2 separate regions of the Triticum aestivum genome follow, and region 1 is linked to region 2. A link is a contact called in public Hi-C data. All regions are on one chromosome and are shown on one strand. Each heading gives the region's core, a stretch centred on a gene start, on an enhancer-like site or on the middle of the called end of the contact. The rest is flanking DNA. Distances are from core to core; before and after follow the strand shown. Region 1 holds the start of LOC123093284 (fatty acyl-CoA reductase 2, chloroplastic). Region 2 holds the start of LOC123093283.

Region 1 (5,938 bases), core at 631-3,130, 360 kb after region 2:
TCCCCCTACCCGCTCTTCAAACACAACCTATTCCAGCGCCGCTTTCGTATGGCTTGTTCAACTATATCCGAGAGGGAGTGGTAGCATACGATAAGTATTTTGAGTGTAAGGAGGATGCCCTAGGAAAGATTGACTTCTCCTCTTATCAGAAATGCACTGCAACTATTCCGATGCTTGCATACAGATTTTTCGGTATCTCATTAATGAGAATGTCTGAATGAGCAAGTCCACGTGCCTAGACTCCATGTATAGGTTCTGCAAGGCTGTGATAGCAGTGTTTGGCCCGGAGCACTTGAGAGAGCCAAATGGTGCAGATACAGCCCGTTATTGGCGATCAATGTCCGTAGGGGCTTTCCGGGGATGCTTGGTAGCATAGATTGTATGCACTGGGACTGGAAGAACTGTCCTTCTGCTTAGCAAGGGCAGTATAGGGGCCATGTCAAAGCTTGCACTATCATACTTGAGGTCGTGGCTTCACAAGATCTCTGGATTTGACACTCTTTCTTCGGCATGGCCGAATCTCACAACGATATCAACGTGCTTCAACGCTCTTTGGTGTTTGCAAGGCTTGCAGAAGGAAACTGCCTGGAGGTCAATGTTGAGATCAATGGCCACCACTATAACAAAGGATATTACCTAGCCGACAGTACCTATCCTCAGTGGACTACTCTTGCAAAGACAATCCCTAACCTATAGGAGAGAAGAGGAAGAGATTTGCCCAAGAGCAAGAGAGTGCTAGGAAGGATGTGGAGCATGCCTTTGGTGTTCTTCAATCTCGATGGGCATCGTTCGGTATCCTGCTAGAACTTGGAGCACTTGTGGGAGGTGATGACTGCTTGCGTGATCATGCACAATATGGTCGTAGAGGATGAGCGGCCGGAACGTATCTACGACCAAGAGTTTCAGTTTCAGGGTGAAAATATTGTGGTCGAGCATGGAGGAGTGACAACATTTGCGCAGTTAACCGAATTTCATTATCAAATGCGTGATTGAGAAACTCATATTCAACTGCAAAATGATTTGGTTGAGTATATGTGGGCTCACATTGGCAACTTATAGATGTAACGGCTATCTTTTTTTATGTATTTGATAATTAAATTTTTTTGGCTTGTAAACTATGAGATTTTATTTGGTTGTGAAACTATGAGATATTTATATTTTGTTTGAATTACGTGAACCAAGACCAAATTTTCATATGTTTGCAAAAAGAGCTAAAAATGATCGCGGGCCGGCCTTGAGGACGAAAATGCGTCCGCGCGTTGGGCGCACGGCCGATCCAAACACCAAAAGGGGTGAACAAGCCGACCAAACGGATAAAAAGCGGACAAAACGCACGTCCGTTTGTGTCGGCGCGATGGAGTTGCTCTAACTGCTGCATTATGCTCCATCTCAATGCATGTATATTTGACCTAAAGGCATGTTTAGTTAGTCTGATAGATTTGACGATTCTTAAAAAGCATTTCCTGGTCTTCATTAGCTTGGGTTAAAAACCCATTTTCCCTTATAAGTTTTACCCAAATGGTTTCAAATAAAAACACCCACACATGCCACTTCATTTCCTCCTTGGTTTTCCCAATGTGTTTCTAATGTCATTGGCATGTACCTTGATTAGGCCGGATGAGGTTGATGCGATTTCATTTTCTCCTTAAGTGGCCCATTCATTCCGCCGTCAAAAAGCTACAGTACTAGTTCGGGCTGCACTTATTTGCACGGACGCTATGCTACAGTAGGACTGCGTTTCCAAGAAGAGCATGCGCGCACGAACTTTGCATGCGCGCCCTGCCCCAAGGCGGCCACGCACGAGTTAGGCAAAAGACTTCGGGGGCCAGACTCTTTTCGTGTTCTTCCCACGGCACGGCGGTATAAATTGCCGGCGCGCCATATTTGTCTGCCCGGCCGGCGGCAAAAAAGATCATTTCGATAGCTAGCTTCCTGATCGAGCGAGCTAGCGAGCCCCATGCATGCAACTTCTTCGCAGCCTCCCTCCACCCCGGCCCCTGCCGATCAGCTCCACCATCCGAGAGCTTTGTAGGTGACTTACTCGCCTGGTGATTAGCAGGCAGGAAGTAGCTGGTTTTTAACCCGGCGCACCGCCCACCTACTCGCCATCTCCTCCGGTTCTACACCGCAGCAACATCGATCGTTTACCCTCTGTACGTACCTAGCCCGTACCTGACGACGGTGACCTCCCTCCTTGGCGCCATGGGGAGCTCGTGCGTGAACCTCTCCCGCGCCGTCGCCGCCGCGAGGCGCCCGGGCTTCGCCGGCGGCGTCGGCGGCCACGGGAGGAGCGTGGTTGCATTGTCGTCGTCGTCGTCGTCGAGGAGGCGCACTGCCGCCGACGGCGGCTTGTCGTGCGGCATCGCCAACGGGTACCTGGGCGGCTCGTCGGGTGGGTCGCGGCCGCCTTCCTTGCCGGTGCACGGCAAGAGCTCCGGGCCCGGTTCGGCGCGGGAGGCGGGTGGTCACGATCACGCTGACGGGCTCGGGATCCAGGAGTTCCTTGGCGGCAAGAACTTCCTCATCACCGGCGGGACTGGCTTCCTAGCAAAAGGTACGTTTATGTCGCCATCTTCATAGTTCTCTCTGCCTCCACTTGATTATCGCTGCCATTTTCGTGCTCGATTTCGTTTCGAATTTATTTATCTACCGTGTCAGTTCTGATCGAGAAAATCTTGAGGACGAACCCTGACGTGGGCAAGATATACGTGCTGATCAAGGCCAAGGACAGCGAGACGGCATTGCAGAGACTGCAAAATGAGGTATGACTACTAACTAACCATACCCTAACCCTACCAGTTTTGATCTTCATCCAAACGATGATATTCTTTTCCATTTTCCCGTGCGCGGCATTCGTGCAGGTGGTGGACACGGAGCTGTTCAAGCGCCTGCAGGAGATCCACGGCAAAGACTACCAAGGTTTCATAGCGACAAAGCTTGTCCCCGTAGTTGGCGACGTCAGGGAGACCAACATCGGCATTGCCCCCGAGCTGGCCGATGAGATCGCGGAGCGGGTGGACATCATCGTCAACTCCGCCGCCAATACCACCTTCGACGAGAGGTTCGTCCTTCTATAATATATACGTGCACTTGTCTTCTAGCTAGAGTTTTTGCATTGCTCCAAGATTCAGTCACTCCATCGTGTGAAACAGAATTTTACATCTGAATATTCAACCAGGTATGATGTCGCCATGGACATCAACACCGTGGGGCCGTTCCGGATAATGAGTTTCGCGCATCGGTTTCGAAGGCTGAAGCTCTTCCTGCAAGTGTCCACAGGTCAGGCTCATGCCATCTGCCAAATGAATCCTTTCCGCGTGAAAGCGATGTTTACTTAGAATTTTCCCTTTGGGGGGGTTTCCAACGGTTGTGTTGCATTTGCATGACATAATAACCATGCATGATCGCAGCGTATGTGAACGGGCAGAGGCAGGGTGTCGTGCTGGAGAAGCCGTTTCGGTTGGGAGACACCATAGGGAAAGGGTCGGCTGGATCCTCGGATTCTTCGGAGCAGCACAAGAACGCCGTGCTGGACATCGAGGCGGAGATCAAGCTGGCCTTCGACTCGAGAAGGCGCGCCGATGATGACTCGGCTTCGTTCTCTCAGGAGATGAAGGATCTGGGGCTAGAGAGGTAAGCAATGCATACATTTCTTGCCATGACCTCCTTGGTCTCGGTCTGAAGGTGCGACATTAGTTTGATTTGCTGAACGTGCTGGTTACTCCTGTAGAGCGAAGCTCCATGGGTGGCAGGACACCTACGTGTTCACCAAGGCCATGGGGGAGATGGTGATCAACAGCATGCGAGGGGAGATCCCCGTGGTCACCATCAGGCCGAGCGTGATCGAGAGCACCTGGAGAGACCCCTTCCCGGGCTGGATGGAAGGGAACAGGTACGTACGTGAGTGTAGAATGTGGTACGATCTTGCAGAGTTCATCAACATTCTGTTTCTGATTTCCATTGGCCAATTGATTTGCTCGAACAGGATGATGGACCCTGTCGTCCTCTACTACGGCAAAGGGCAGCTCAGCGGGTTCCTCGCCGATCCGGCCGGCGTTCTTGACGTGGTAATCAGCTACGCATTCCCTAATTAAGCAAATGTACGCAGTGAGGCCATGGAGCTGATCTCGCAGATGCTAATGGCTTTCTTGTTGTGTCCTTTGGCAAGGTTCCGGCGGACATGGTGGTGAACGCGACGCTGGCGACGATGGCGAAGCACGGCCAGGCGGCGGAGGGGGGAATGCACGTGTACCACGTGGCGTCGTCGACGGTGAACCCGCTGGTGTTCGGCGACCTGAGCCGGTTCCTGTTCCAGCACTTCACGAGGAGCCCCTACAGCGATGCGGCGGGGCAGCCCATCGCCGTGCCGCCCATGCGCCTCTTCGACACCATGGAGCAGTTCGCCAGCTACGTCGAGACGGACGCGCTGCTCCGGAGCGCCAGGGCCGGCATCCCCGCCGACGAGCGCCTCTCGCAGCGCCTCCAGGAGCTCTGCGCCAAGTCCGTCGAGCAGACCATCCACCTCGGCAGCATCTACCAGCCCTACACTTTCTACACCGGCAGGTCATCTTTCTCTCTCCCACCCATGGCATGTCATTTATATGTTTTGTTTGCTCAAAGCTGCTACCATGCGTCGCCGGCGATGGACGGCGTATGCAGGTTCGACAATGGCAACACGGAGGGGCTCATGGCGGAGATGTCGGCAGAGGAGAAGGCAGCGTTCCACTTCAACGTGAGGAGCATCGACTGGACGGACTACATCACCAACGTCCACATCCCAGGGCTCAGGAAGCACGTCATGAAAGGGAGGGGCATCACCGCGGAATCGCCACCCTCCTCCACGGTGCTCGCCGCCACCTCCACAGTGTGAACCCACCGCCGTAACACCGAACACCGAAATGCGCCGCGGCGTGTACACTAGAGTTAGATGTATCAAGTGCCTAAGCACGTGATCCACTTAAGAAACACCGTTTGGTTCTGTGTTAGCAGCAACTTAACTAAGGTTTATGACATTCTGTCAGATTGAGTCTGCATTATAGACCTGTTTGTCCTAAACAACAGAAAATACTTGTTCTCTCTGCATGTAATTTCTTATGGTGTATTTGTGGGAAAACAAAGCTTTGGAAATACTGAAATATGATTTAATTAACTGTATCTTACCGTTGATAATACAGATTACAAGCCTAGTGATACAAGCTTAAGCTACATATAGGAGTTCAGTCTTTGCCAATGTAAAATGCCATGCCTCTATGAAATTGCCAAAGTATAGAGGGAGAGGGTGCATGGATGGCCCTTTCTTCACCTGGGACTCAGCAGGTGGCTGCATGAAGCTTCTTTTGTTTCAGGATAGCAGCAGTCTTTTGGGATTGACCAATGGGGGGCCAATTTTACACAGGGCTTTGGTACACCCCTTTGTTATTGTTTGTTGGCTCATGTGCAGATTTGGATCCAGCAGAATCTCACTGATCGGTGCGGACTATCGCAATACAAGCTGAGAAATGGTGCAGCCAGTTTACTCAAAGGAAATAATCAGGTGTTCTCCTTGTCACATCTGGCTCACCTCTCCGAGGGGCTGGCTCAAACTGCAGCAATAGGGGGGAAACCAGCTTGATAAGTATCAAGTGATAAAAAATCAGAGGGCACAACATGAGGAACCTATTTCTGTATATTGTCTTCTAAAAAACGATTTAAGTACAACATTAACATTTCTATTTGATGTTTCAGTAGCTTTACAGTAAAATGGGTGCATATATATGACTGATCTGCATTTCGTGCCTAGCTGGATGATGCCACAGCCATGGACCAAATAACAAAGAGAAAGTATCATCATGTAAAAATGAAGAAGTGAACTCGTGATCACCTGAATAAAGGTGTGAGCGTTGCAGTCATCAACTTCCAAAATGGATGCCATGTTGCCACATCGGTAACAATAGTTTGG
Region 2 (5,766 bases), core at 124-2,623:
GCCGGCCACTAGGCCAATGGCGCCCCGGATAGCTACGTCGAAGCTGAAAGTGCCACCGCGTGCATTGCATTGCATCCAGACTTGCTTCGTACACAATGCACGTAGCTGGCACTGGCTGTGTCACCGTCACGGCTCACCCTTGTAGGGTAAGTCTGGATGTTACTGGACGCACGCTCGGACACTTCAGTACCACCTAAACACGATTGTTGTTTGGAATTGGGTTGGATGCTGTGCAATTTTCAAACCCGGGTTAATACTTCAGACCGGTGTGAAAGGAAATGAAATCGTTCTTTTTCTCTACCTGTGGGCTTAAATCGACGCTATTAATTTCAGTGCCAGGGACGTGGAGGTGAACAGATTGGGCCCCTGATGATTGCCCGGACAGCAACCGAGCCCACCCTTTAATTGAAGATGATAAAGTACGAGACCAATTTATATATATCGGGCGCATTGCTGAAATTCAGGAATTATTGGAATCCAAAAGCAGAGCAGGGAGAGAAACAATATATGACTCGTCGATTGGGTACAGTGGCACACGAGCACGCGATCGTTACACGCCATTGATTCCTGAATCCTGATGTTGGTAATCCCTTGGTGTATACACCCTCGACACGATCACTCCGGGTACGTGGAAGGATCCTTGGAAGTATGGAATGAGTCGGGCACTCGCTACGGCTACGCCATGTCGTGTGCGCGTTACGTTACACGTTTCACTCCAGCTGGACGGAACGAGTCCACGTACGCAGGAGAGAGCGCCGACCTGAGCAAAGAGACAGAGACGGTGAGAGATCTTCGGCTTCAAGTCTCGGACTGATGGCGAGGCCTCGTGGGCGGGGGCGCTCGCCGGCGGATGGAGGAGGGGTGCGGCGTCGCCGTCGTCCGTGTCAGCTCACCCGCCCGTCACGCCACGGACAGAGACCGCCCGGATTTGATTTCCATCGACGACGCGCCTACGGCCACCGGAATGAATGAGTCGCCACGAACCACGCCAAGCAACAAACAAGCGGAAACCCCCTGTTTCCAAACCCAGAAGGGAAGCCCATCCGACGGGTGCGGTGCACGCACGCGCGACCGTGCGGCACGGGCGCCCGCCCGGTCGCTCGATCGGGCGAGCGATCGAGATTTTGACGGCTCCCCCAACCCCACTCCGTCCTCGTCCGGTCGCCCGCCCGCGCTCCCTCTCCCGGTCGCCGTCGCCGTCTTGCCTCCCTTGAACGCTCCCCCTCCCTCCCTTCCCCCGCACTCCACAACGGGACTCAGCTGGCTCACTGCCATCTGGGGCCCGGCGGACGCTGGGGCCCGGCGCGTCATCCGTGGCCGCCAACCATCACCAAGAAAGAGAGATTTCGCGCCGTGCTGTCTGTGCGAGGAGCAGGTTGCAAGTTGCACTCGCCGAGCGGCTTTCGCTCCCCCGCCCGCCCGCCTACTCGCATTATAATAACCGAACGAGGCCGCACAAGCAAGTTAGCAACAAACTCTCGCAGCAGCAGCGGCAGCGGCGGCCTGACACAGAAGCTCAGCTAAGCTAAGCTACGACAGAAGCGACAGGGAGAGCACGTTGGCTCGTTCGTTCTTGGAAGTTGGAACCGAGCGTGACTGCGTGAGGGAGAGATGAGGGCGAGGGTGGCGCTGGAGCCGCTGGCCGAGGAGCCCGGCGCCGAGGACGAGTCGGGGGCGCGGCGGCGGTCCGGGCTCCAGGCCACGCTGCACCGCTGGGCGCGCATCCTCTCCGGCGGCGCCGCCGGGGACGACGCCCGCCCCGCCGCCGACCTCCGTGTGCTTCTCTCCGTCCTCGCCTGCCCCCTCTCCCCCGTGCCCATCCTCCCGCGCCTCCCCCGACACGTACGCATGTCTCCTTCCATGCTTACCTTGCTCGCGCCTTTGGTTTCTGCTAGCCTTTGCTTACGTATGCTGCTGTTGGTTGCGCAGGTGGCGTCGTCGGCGCAGTACATAATCGAGCAGTTCAGGGCGACGACGGGGTGCGGGAAGCTGGAGGGCACGGCCAAGAGCATGTACGCGGCGGGCAAGGTGCGGCTGGCGATGCTGCAGGAGCCTGCCGGAGCGGGCCACGCCAACGGAAACGCCGGGCGGTGCCACGAGGGGAGCTTCGTGGTCTGGCAGCTCGCGCCCGGCATGTGGCTCGTCGAGATGGCCGTGGCCGGCCACAGCGTCGCCGCCGGCAGCGACGGCCGCGTTGCCTGGCGCCGCACGCCCTGGCTCGGCGCGCACGCCGCGCGGGGCGGCTCGCGCCCACTCCGCCGCGCCCTCCAGGTTGGTCGCCATCCATCCATTCATTCATTCACCTCTACCCGCCGCTAATTCCACAGTCCACGCTCCCGAGCACGCACCGCGCGCGAGCTGGCGGTGCCATTTCCGCCGCATCAACCATCGTGACGCCCACCGCATCCTCCTCCATCTTTCCCCAGCACAGTACCTTTTCTTTCCCCTTTCTAGCACCCGCTTTAGTTACCATCACCGGCCATGCCACGGCATGGCACCGCATGCCTCCCATGCACCGTCGTGTTTACTGCCACTATACTAGCTCTGCGGCGTGCCCATGACAGGCCGTCCCCACGCGTCTTCTACCTTTTCTTTCCCCGTTGCAACCCGCTTTTGCGCATGATCTTTTCCGCTTTGCTTTGCATCTGTGCGCCGCGCGCGCTCCCTGTGCCACTCAGCGCATGCAGTAGGGCCGGCCGGCACATAGGACGTACCAGTACGAGTACTGATTAGTTAAAACTGAGAAAGATCCACCATGTAATCAGTCGGAGGGCGGGAACAAGTGGAAGAATCTTTGTTAAAAAGCGGTTGGATAATGGATATAGTAGTACTACTCACTACTACCCCAACGTATGCGCACTGCACAGTTGTTATCTTGGGATCCGTAGCTGGTAGCACACCAGCGCCGCATGCCATGCCATGCCATTGCCTCACTGCTCATGGCTGTCATTACTGATCCTGCATGCCATGCCTCACATCTCCCTCCCTTGTGTGTGTGTGAGAGAGAGAGAGATCCATGTCTTGTTTGACTTGGCGGCTACAAGGCTTGCATTAGGTCGTGGTGAGATTAGCCTGACTCATTCTGCCTTGCCTCACATGGGGCTAGAATATCTGCCCTCATCTTTGATAAAGTGCCCACTGGGAGATGTTTGATCAGCATGTGTGTGAGCTCACTGAGCTACGCAGATTGGCTGCTTTTCTTTAGGATTAGTTATCTTATCTTAGCAACTCCCAAATCGAACCATGGATGTTGGTTCTTCATCGATATCTCAAGCACGCATGTGCTCTGTTCAACAGCTTGGAAACGACCTGCGAATACCACTGCATTTATCCAGAAAAAAAATTGTATCCACATTTCCAGGATTGTATAGAACTATATATATACTCCGCAGATCATAGTTCGTTCCAATCTGCGGAAGGAAACCTTAACGGCAGATTTTGTGGTAAATTTTACTGAATGAGTAATGCTATCTTAATGATGTAGGTCGTCAGTTGGTATTCTGAGCAAAGCTGTCCCAACCAACGCTAGCAACTAGGCAGTAAAACTCGACGCTGAAGTCACGATCTGATTCCCGAAATCTTGATGCTTACCCAACATTTATAATTAACTCTGTAGAGTAGCTCATGCCTCCGCAGGTCTACCTGTTTGAATTGTTCGCTGGATCTATGTGGCGTTAATTACTTAATTAGTTATTAGGTCGTTCGCTTAGGCTAACTGCTAGCTCAACATGACGATGTACTTAGCTGACTAATTAGGACGACCAAGTTGAGTAATTGGGCCGGTCTCGGTCTAGAAAGCAAGTACTTTTTTTCCGGATGGATGAGTACGTACTGCCACTTAATTATTGTGCATTTCTTGCCTCTGCAACTGCAATGTCACTTCAAGACTAGAGAAACTTTCAGCAAGTTTCTTTGTATACAAGATAGGAAATACAAGTGTGGCCTACTTGAAGAAAGCGTAAGGACAGAAGCTGTTAGCTGTTCATAGTAGAGCAAAGATTGTACAATTGTGTTTAATTTAGGGGCACTGCATTTCTATATCAGCAGCGTCCTCTGCTCCATGACAATAAACTATGCTCTAGTGGCATGTTCTTACCTAAGCCAAGATGGTGACACAACACAGATTATATACTCGTTTGCTACCAGACTGCCAGCCCCTCTAGAATATTCTCATAGGATATGAGTACTTTAATCTAATGTGTGTGTATTAGGAGTAGCTAAATAATTTTTCACCAGTAGGAGTAAATGGCGTAAAAATAGTAGAAATCCACGTCAGAGACTCTGTACTTGGCCATAAACTGATGGTCCAAAAGCGCCAGCACTGACGTGCTATCCATATGCCAACTTGCAAAGCAAGCAGAGTTATCTGATCAACTTCACTGACATCCCATTTCTGTCCACATGTAGAACTAGAAGCAGACTGCAGAGCTGCAGTAGCTCACAGTTTTCAGTGTGGTAATTATTTGAGAATTACATGCAGAAGACTTGCAGAGTTACGCTGTTCGCTTGTGGACTGAACGTTGATCTTGTCCATGCATATGCAGGGCCTGGACCCGGTGATGATCGCGTCCATCTTCTCGACGGCCGAGCACGCCGGCGAGAAGCAGGTCGACGGGGAGGACTGTTTCGTGCTGCGCCTCGACGTGGGCCCCTCGACGCTGTCGAGCTGGAGTGACGGCACGGCGGAGGTGATCCGGCACGGCCTCACGGGGTTCTTCAGCCAGCGGAGCGGCCTCCTGGCGCGCCTCGAGGACTCGCAGCTCACCCGCATCCAGTCCCCGGGCGCCGCCGCCATGTACTGGGAGACCACCATCGCGTCGACGCTCGCCGACTACCGCCCCGTCGACGGCGGCGTCACCGTGGCGCACGCGGGGCGGTCCACGGCGCACCTCGCCCGGTTCGGCGTCGGCGTGCGCGCCGCGCGGGTGGTGACGCGGATGGAGGAGTCATGGACCATCGACGACGTGGCGTTCGACGTGCCGGGGCTGGGCCCCGACGCCTTCATCCCGCCGGAGGAGGTCAGGCGGAGCCGCCTCTACGACGCCATGGCCGCCGGCGGCGGCAAGTGAACTACTCGATCGTACGCAGGAGTGTAACACGTAGTAGTCCAGTAGTGTTTTGTTTAGTTTCGACCGTGTGTCGATTATTGTTTGTGATTGTGGCACCAAGAAAATGCAAGCGCGTGTACGTACATATGTGTACCCTGGGTTTTTTTACCTAAAAAGAAAGAAAAACTCACAGTTTCTAAGCATCTGTGAGTGACCGTGAGAGTGGCTACGTGTAAAAAAAAATCAAACCTTCTTGAGATGAACTCCTTGATTTACATAGACCCTGCACCCGTTGTACAAGAATCCTGTGTTGTTCGTGCTGAAATCTGCAAGAAAGATTCAAGGTACGTGTCTCCATGCATCTAGGAAACAGTTTTGTTTGGTTCTCTTATTCTACTTTGTTAACGTACTGCAGCCTTCTTGGAAGTACTACCTTGCATGTGAGCTGCATTTGTCTGAACGTTTGTACTACTACTGACCTACGCTTGGTGTCATTTTGGTAGCGTTTTTAGTCCTTTCTTTTAAGCTGAACTCGGTTATGAACTTTTGGTGGGGTTCAGTAATGAAAATCGGGCAAGCCCTTCTTTGATAAAAAAAAAAAAACTACGCTTGGTTCCTTCCGGCCAGCCTTACTCTGATCCGCATGAGAAGCTGTGCAATACTATTACTGTTGCATCAACGGCAGGTGAGGCGAGTTCCAATGGAATCGACAGAACGG

Evidence for each region. A called contact is a pair of places that touch in the nucleus more often than the background predicts.
Region 1: a Hi-C map of leaf shows a contact between it and region 2, with 7 times the contacts expected there. The contact joins the promoter of LOC123093284 here to the promoter of LOC123093283 in region 2. A contact is called at or near these places in 4 of 5 Hi-C or Micro-C datasets (leaf and root) and 1 of 1 datasets of contacts at active chromatin or transcription factors (leaf).

What each region holds. Positions count from the first base shown.
Region 1 is chr4B:565,714,410-565,720,347 of IWGSC CS RefSeq v2.1, forward strand. It overlaps LOC123093284 (fatty acyl-CoA reductase 2, chloroplastic), which reads left to right and starts at 1,881. Exons shown (of 9, transcript XM_044515204.1): 1 at 1,881-2,554; 2 at 2,659-2,762; 3 at 2,862-3,061; 4 at 3,179-3,279; 5 at 3,411-3,633; 6 at 3,731-3,892; 7 at 3,986-4,067; 8 at 4,169-4,563; 9 at 4,660-5,154. The coding sequence starts at 2,203. The coding sequence ends at 4,870. LOC123093285 (serine/threonine-protein phosphatase PP2A-4 catalytic subunit) reads right to left here. Exons shown (of 11, transcript XM_044515206.1): 10 at 5,861-5,938; 11 at 5,120-5,582. The coding sequence ends at 5,517.
Region 2 is chr4B:565,357,343-565,363,108 of IWGSC CS RefSeq v2.1, forward strand. It overlaps LOC123093283, which reads left to right and starts at 1,374. Exons shown (of 3, transcript XM_044515202.1): 1 at 1,374-1,842; 2 at 1,930-2,271; 3 at 4,545-5,323. The coding sequence starts at 1,612. The coding sequence ends at 5,069.